Linked DNA regions of Gossypium arboreum: region 2 is linked to region 1. The links are chromatin contacts, called in public Hi-C maps. All regions are on one chromosome and are shown on one strand. The core of a region is the stretch at or near the end of the contact, and the rest is flanking DNA. Distances in the headings are between cores, read along the strand shown. Region 1 holds the start of LOC108473033. Region 2 holds the start of LOC108450105.

The links. Hi-C and Micro-C count contacts between places; a contact is called where the count stands out from the background.
Region 2: a Hi-C map of leaf shows a contact between it and region 1, with 2.5 times the contacts expected there. The contact joins the promoter of LOC108450105 here to the promoter of LOC108473033 in region 1. A contact is called at or near these places in 2 of 5 Hi-C or Micro-C datasets (both in leaf).

What each region holds. Positions count from the first base shown.
Region 1 is chr7:92,660,829-92,664,826 of ASM2569848v2, forward strand. LOC108473033 reads left to right here and starts at 1,343. Exons shown (of 3, transcript XM_053031246.1): 1 at 1,343-1,894; 2 at 2,018-3,780. The coding sequence starts at 1,592. It overlaps LOC108455106, which reads right to left and starts at 484. Exons shown (of 3, transcript XM_017753717.2): 1 at 15-484. The coding sequence starts at 207.
Region 2 is chr7:92,804,662-92,809,038 of ASM2569848v2, forward strand. LOC108450105 reads left to right here and starts at 2,004. Exons shown (of 7, transcript XM_017747574.2): 1 at 2,004-2,181.

The DNA of each region.
Region 1 (3,998 bases), core at 93-2,592:
ATCTGGAAATATACCTTCAGGGAGTGTGAGAAGTGGCTGAGAAGAACAATCACAAAGACACGGTGGGCAAGTGTTGGAAGTACGGCTGACGGCAGCCAAGCCTTCCATGAGATGCCAGTATAGTGGTGGACCAACTATGTAGCCGAATAAACATAGACCTAGTAAACCTAACCCCATCTTCACCGCTGCCGCATGGTTCATTGTCATCTCTTTTCTGAGAAAGGGACTCTGGTTTTTTTGGGTTCAGTGCGAAATTGAAATGGAGATAGATTTTGGTTAGCTTTTTTTGTATAGATTCAGAGATCGATTTGAGGTTAAGAAAAAAAAGTGGGGAAATGTCAAATCGAAAGTTGATTTGTTTTGAACTTCGATTACTAGTTATTATTCAACGGTGTTTTGACAGTTGTTTTTGTTTTGAAGAAAGTACGAAACTGTTGTGGCTTAAACGCGTAGGGTCATGGCTGGCTTGGGCCCTGCACCGACAAGCCTGTCTTACGGTAAGTAAATACGGCCTTTACCTTGAATATTCGATCCCATTTACTCGAATTTCATCATAAAAAACAAATGTATAATAATTTATTTGATGTTTTAATTTTACAGATAAAATAATTTTAGTTTTTATTATTTTTTCTTTTAATCTTTAAACTAATATTTTTGTCAAAACATTTTGAAATGAATGAAAAAATTAATGTTTATTAATTTTATTCACGTGATAGCGTATGTGTATATCATATAAACAATTAATTAAAATTTTTAAACATTCTAATAAAAATTATAGAATATAATTAAATAAATTTTACAAATTTTATGTTTTTAAATAATTTTAGTAATTTTAATATTTTTAATTTTAAAAATTAATTAATCATTTATGTGGCATACACGTGAATGTCACGTCAGTAAAAGGTAACAGATATTAACTTTTCCATCTATTTTAAAATGATTTGACAAACAACGTAAGTTCAACGATTAAAAAAAGTTAAATGAAGAGATAAAATTATTTTTTAAAGTTAAAGACTTAAATAAATCATTATGCCTATGTTGAACTTAAACCTAAGTATTGATACAAATGTGAAATTAATCGAATAAAAAACTTGAACTACCCTTAACTTTGAAATGACTAATGAGATAAATGACGAGGATTTGATTTTTAGAATTAAGACTAAGTTGATACAATGTATAAATATTAAAGGTTAAAATTATTATTATGTCAATATTAAAAGTTATTATTATTTGCCAGCAGATAGTTGTAACCAAAAAAAAAACTTAAATAATTAAGTGATTATTTTGTATCTTTTCTAAAAAAAAATTTTACTAATCCAATAAAATTAGACTAAAATTTAAAACATAAGATCCAACTCGAAATTGGGCCGTTCCTAGAAACCCCAATACAACCCCAAGACTAGGAAGAAAAAACCTGTTTAGAAAAACGACACCGTACTTTACGAACCAAATCTCCTGCACCACCGGTTCGTTATTCATCGGCTCACCGTTGAAATGAAAAAAAAAAATCGATGCTGATGAGATCAGATATTACGCAACAAAACTGAGAGAACTAGAAGAAGATCGTTAAAAAAAATTCAAAGAAAAAAAAATGGCTATTGAAATCCCTAAAGATTTAATAACCCAACTCCAGATCTCACTTCGCAAGCAAGCCAACGTACCTTCATATGATTCGACCGACCCATCGCTTCCCGGTCTCCCTTTGTTTCACTCGACCAGCGATTCACCTCGCCGCCGTTGCATCCACTGCAAATCTCGTCTCCTCCGAGGCTCCGATTCCATCCTTTGTATTTTCTGCGGCAAACGCCCCACCGAGACACCGCCTCCGCCGATCAAATTCCAGTCTACTTCTGGGTACCGATGGTTCCTTCACTCACTTAACTTGGATGGATCTGTAAGTCACTGTTTTCTGTTATTTTTTTATTTGTTTATGTAATTTAATTGTAATAGAATGATGGGTTTTATTGTTTTAGTTTTTTTGGATTTTCTTTTATTGGGTGAAATTTTGGTATTGTAGGAAAATGTGGGGGAGTCTTTAGATGGGGATGGAAAGGTTAAAGGAAGTGGAGAGGAGTTTGCGTTATCTGATATTTTGGGATTAGAAATAAAGTGGAATGATGTAGAGTTTAAGGGATTTGAATCTGGTTTGAGAAAGAGTAATCCTTTGAATTTGGCTGGATTTGATGTTGAGGATGATTTTTTAGTTGAAAGAAAAGAGGGTTCTGCTTCAATTCCCTCGGAAGGGACATCGGTGGTAAAGAAAGGGACCGGTTTTACTGGAAGTAATGTCCATGAATCGCGTGGTGCTGTTTCTGGTTGGCAGGCTGAATTTCAGTCGGATGATCACGGTGCTATTAGCACCATGTCGTTTGATCCTTTTGCAAGTTCTTCGAAAGGTATTTCTTCCGACATTGATGATGCGGTTGTCGGGCAGGGTACGAATTTATTTGATGGAAAAGATAAAGGCAATCAAACTTCATCGGAATCCAAAACGACTGACTGGTTTCAAGGTGATTTGAAGAGTAATTTCACTTCGGGTGATCAAGCTCAAAGCAGCATCAGCAATACCCTTGGTGAAAGAACTATTAATGACGATGATGATTGGAATGATTTTACGGGTTCCACTAACACACAAGGTTCTTCGGATCAGGATGCCGATGGCTTGAAGTCAATGAATGAAAAAGGTGGTGATTCTTTTTCTGGATTGGAGGCTGGCTCTGAATCTACTATTTTTGAAACTCACCATGAGGTATCCAAATCTTTTGATCATTTTGCAGGTTCTTCTGCCGATCTTTCTACTCACATGGATAGTGTCTTTGGAACAGGAGACTCGTTTCAGGGAAAACCAGTAGATAACACAACTTCATCCCACAGTAGTAATCGGTTTCAGGATGATCTATGGAGTAATTCCACCTCAAAGACGGTTCATCATACTGAGCAATTCGACAAGAATGTGGGTAATAAGGATGGTGAGATATTAGCAAATATAAATAGTGTAACCAATGATGAAGATTCGTTTGGAGCTTGGAATGATTTTAAAAGTTCGAGCATCCTGAATTCTTCAATAAGTTCTTCGAATGAACATGGCATCCATACTAGTACTACTGAAGAAAAGAATAGTGACCCCTTTTCGGGATGGGACACTGACTTCCAATCTGCTAATTCTAAAAATAATCGTGTGGGATCCATAGCATCTGATCCTTTTGCAGGTTCCTCACTTGGTCTATCTGATCACATTGATACGGTTTTTGCATCTGGAAATGATTTATTTGACATGAAAGCAAAAGATAGCTCCAACGCGTCTAATGCAAACAGCTGGCTTCAGGATGATCTATGGAGTAATTCGAGCTCAAAGTTAACTCATCAAGCTGAAAACTTGGGTGCAACTGGTGATATCATGGATTCCGGAAAAGCTAAGAGTGTTCATAATTCTTCCTCCATTGATGTTAACTGGTTTCCAGATGATCAATTGCTAACAGGCAACAAGAAGGCACCTGATGAAAAATCGATTGAGGAAACAGACAATTTGTTCAGTGATTGGTCTGATTTCAAAAGCTCAACTACTAAGCAAGATCCTCTCAGTGATTCTTCAAAACAAGCCATTACTATTGATGATAATAACGACTTGTCTGCCTGGAATGATTTTACTAGCTCAACTGGTGCAAAAGACCCTTTGAGTAATTCTTCAAAACAAACTGATTTGTTTTCAGGGGCATTCAGTAATCAAAATGGCTCAACCGACATCGATATCATCTGGCCTGAAGCTCCTATTTCAGCCAGGTACGTATGTTTACTCTGTCAGTTTCCTTCCTACAGAACTGAATATTTAAATTATCCTACTAACTGTTTTATGTCATTATCCTAAACTGAACATTCTATTTCATTGTGGTAATTACAAATGATTAGTTTTTGCTCAATTATTTTATGGTTATTTGGAATATTTGAGAGACTATATTGGGCAGAACAAACAATGCAAAACAGGTAGAACTCTAGAGAGT
Region 2 (4,377 bases), core at 754-3,253, 140 kb after region 1:
AAGTGGAGTGGTAATGAATTTATGTTTTAATATTATTTAGTATCTGTTCAATCGTTGAATTTATAATATATAATCTTTTATGAAAGATAAAATTGTCATAATAATAATAATTATAATTTAAAATAAAAGTATTTCTGTGATCTCATAATTGAGTTGGCACAACTCAACCCAAATTCAATTTAAATAATAAAAAATATTTTTAAGTTTACATTTAATTATAAAATATAAATAAAAATCTTTTTAATTTTTTAACAGCAAAATGGACTTATTGGGTGGGTCAAGCTTGCCCTTTTTTGGAACTAGGCTTGAACCCAGCTCGGCCTGACTCGATCCATGTACAACTCTACTGGCAACCCGACTTAAAATAGAAAAATATCAGTTTGATCCCTTTAAATTTTATAAAAATATAAGTTACTAAAAGTCAAATTACACTTTACCCCCTCAATATGATAAAATTTTAATTTAATATTTTAAAAATTATAAAGATATAAGCTAATACAATGATGAAATTGCATTTAAATTTTCATAAAAATACATAACTCAAATTCCTCCCCAAAAATAATTTTCGACTTCACCCTAGTTGAAAGGATTGCAATGTGATTTTTTCTAGCAAGTAAAATCACTAATACAAGTAATAAATAATACACGTTCAAATAACTACAATTATATTTAAGCATTATAAAACGCAACAGACTAAAAAATGAAATATCTTTCGAGTTGGAGTAAATCTAGAGAGAGCCTAGGGGCGTAGATAAAAGGGTAGACAGTGGACTGGGCCCCTAAAAATATTCACGAATAATTAAGAGAAATAAATAAATAAATATTTTTTTGAACATAATAAATAAATATTTTTTTAAAGTTGTGAATGATTAACTTAACATTTAATATCAAATTATTTATCATCTCATTTGTGATTTAATCGAGTAAATTAGATCTTTTTTATTTACTTTTATACGAGTGTAGTATCACGATTTTTAATTTTTTTTATATAATTTTTAGAATTACCCATAGTCTCTCCGAACCATTAAATAAGAAAATAATACATTTCAGCGCACTTGAACCTACGTCCTTTTACACTGACAATAATACCTATACCAACTACGCTTAGACTCATTCCACAATAAATTGGATGTTCTTAACACAAAAGAAAGTACAAACTAATAAATAATGAATTAATAATGGTGATATTTTTTATTGGATTTTTGAGATTTACTAGAACCACATTAGCTAATGGTATTATGTGCTGTGGTTCTCACCTTAAATGCACTAACATTATTTGCTTAATTCCAAGGTAATTAGATTTTTGTTAACAACTACAAAATCTAAAAAAATCAAGATAGTTATAATTATATCTTTTAAACTAATATTATATCTAAAAATCAAGGTAATCATATTATTTTATCAAGATATAACATTATTCTGTTTTGTGATTGGATAATTATAATATGATAAAATAAATAATAGTTTAAAAGAAAATTTTAATAATTTAGAAAATAATTATAACATACTAAAGAAAAAAAGTTAAATAAATTGGTTATATTTTATTTATTAGGAAAAACCGTTTTTAAGAAACAATACAAATAATACATGTTCAAACAATTAGCACTAGAATTAATCATTAAAAAATAAAACTGGGCTTGTAATCAAAATACTCGAACCTATCAATTAATATAGAGTGATTAAACTCGATGGTTGAATTGAATTATTTTAAATATTTTTTGAATTTTTAATAAATTATTTAATCAAACTGAATGAATTATTGAATTAACGAATCGGTGGTTTGATGAATTCGATCATCGGTTCGGTTCTGAAAACTTTAAACCAAAAAAAATTAAATAAAAATTCTATGACATCAAATTATGTAAAAAATATTTAATTGAAAAAAATCAATATGGTATGAAAAGTAATTAAGAAGAAATCTATGGGTGATATATTATGTAAACGGCAGCGTTCCGACCCAGGTATTGTGGCATTGGCTGTTAAAAGTGTGGCCCACGTACGCTCTCACTTTATATACCAAAGATTCTCGCAAAATTTTCATCGAACGCCATCATTCTTCACCTTCTTTTTATTTCAGAAAAATAATTTCAAATTTTTTCAAAAAAAGAATTCGCCATTTTTAGCAAATCGAAATTGAAGAATCACAGCAAAGCAAAGCAAATCCGGTAATTTTCTCAACAGGCAAGAAGATCAAATCTCTTTTTTAATCCTTCTTGCATGTATATATATCGATGCAGTATTACTTGTTACTGAATTTTTTGAATTTTGTGTTGTGGCTATGGAATTTATATGCGTTTCGAACTTTTTAGGTAGGTATTTTGGTTGATGATTTTTTTTCTATCAAAATAGCGACTGTTTTTAATCCTTCTTGTATGTATATATATATCGATATAGTATCACTTGTTATTGAGTTTTTTTGCTTTCGAATTTTGTGTTGTGGCTACGGAATTTATTTGCGTTTTGAACTCTTTAGATCGGTATTTGGTTGATTTTATTTTCTATTTACTTGCTGGATTCGAGAAAGTGGAAAGAAAATATCGAAATAGCGACTGTTTTTAATCCTGCTTGCATGTATATATATCTATATAGTATCACTTCTTACCGAGGTTTTTGAATTTTGTGTTGTGGCTATGGATTTTATCTGTGTTTTGAACTTTTTAGATCGGTATTTAGTTGATGATTTTATTTTCTCTCCACTGGATTTGAGAAAGTGGAAAGAAAAGATCGAAATAGTGACTGTTTTCATAGTTTCTTTTTGACTGTTAATTTTTGATCTTCACAAGATGATCGTCGTTGATCATTATCGCCGATTGCATCTATTTTGATCACTGTTTTTGTTTGCTGCTGTAATTTAATTAAATGAAATCTACAAATCGATGTTTAGTATAGTATTTTTATGTAAAATTATACACTGTTTTTTAGCTCCTTTTTTTCAGTGTGGCTTTGTTAGGTTAAAAGTCTTTTAGATCTCAAGGTATCTGTAACGTATAGAATTCCTCTTAGTTGTCCAATTTTTCTTTTTAATTTTTAATAAAAAATTAATAATATTAAAACTCCACTTATAAACAACTCCTTGTGTTGGTTGGTTGGTAGAAGATAAAAAACCCAAAAAGAAATAAAAGAAAGTCATTACTCTTTTAAAAATACATCTAATATTATTTTATTATATAATTTGATATTTTATATATTTTAAATTAGTTTGCTATTAGTTTAAAACTTAATCAAAGATATTGTAATTATACACTATAACGAAAATATCCTTAAACAGCATATCTTTCATAGAATAAAAAAAATATGCAGAATAATATTCAAAGCTAAACCTTTATAGTTTTTAAGGTACTTCACTATTTATCGAAAACTTTATTTGTTATTTATATTTTTTATAAATATATTTATCATTAAATTCTGTTTTATCATAATTTAATTTTTAAAATATTAATGTTAAAATTTGAAACTTTACGAGCTTAGGTTATCATTAGTGATAATTAAGATTTACTAATTATCATCCAAAAATTGGAAAGGAGGCAATAGGGTGAATGATGAGAGAGGTTTTCCTAGAATTACAATTTTTCTGTCTCGCCTTTATATAAAAAATATTTATTTTTCTAATTAAGGTAAAATTTTAGAAAATCTATTATTGATGTAAAATTTGATTTTATTGAGAAGTGGGAATTTAGATGGGGTCCCACAAACTTATTTCATCTCACATGATTGGTGCAATGAAAACAAAATCATCTGTCTATGCGTTGGAAAGTTACAAATGAATACAATAAAACAAAAATAAAAACGATTATTAGAAGACAAAGAGAAAGAAAAAAACCATTTTTACGTTAATTTTAGCCAGCTAGGATCTCGGGCCATTGAAATTCTTAATTGTCCTTTTAATCCATTTATATTTAGAAAAAAAAATTTAATTGCTGATATTATTTTTCGAAGATTGAAATCCACCTTGCTAAAACTACAAACGACATGCATTTTATCTTTCAGCATGTAATTCACATAAAATGTCATGACTTAATTTGAATAACTGCTCTCTTAATTTTTTAGCCATTTGGTATTTGGTATTTGAGTTTGATATTTTCTTTACATTATAGTATTTTATTTATTTCAATATGTTATCTGTATTTGGAAAATAAATACATTTTAGTACCTACAAGTAATAGCATTAATTTTTAGTGTTTAATTTGGGTTTAGATGGTTGATTTGATGAAAGTTAATTGCTAATATTATTAGGTTTAAATTTTAATAATTTTGTTAATAAAATAAATCTAGTGTTAAATTTAAATTTGTTTATTTTTGTATTTAATTTGTCAAATTATTGATTTTTCGGTTTTAAGGTTGGTTTGATTAAAGTTAATTACTAATACTATTAATTAA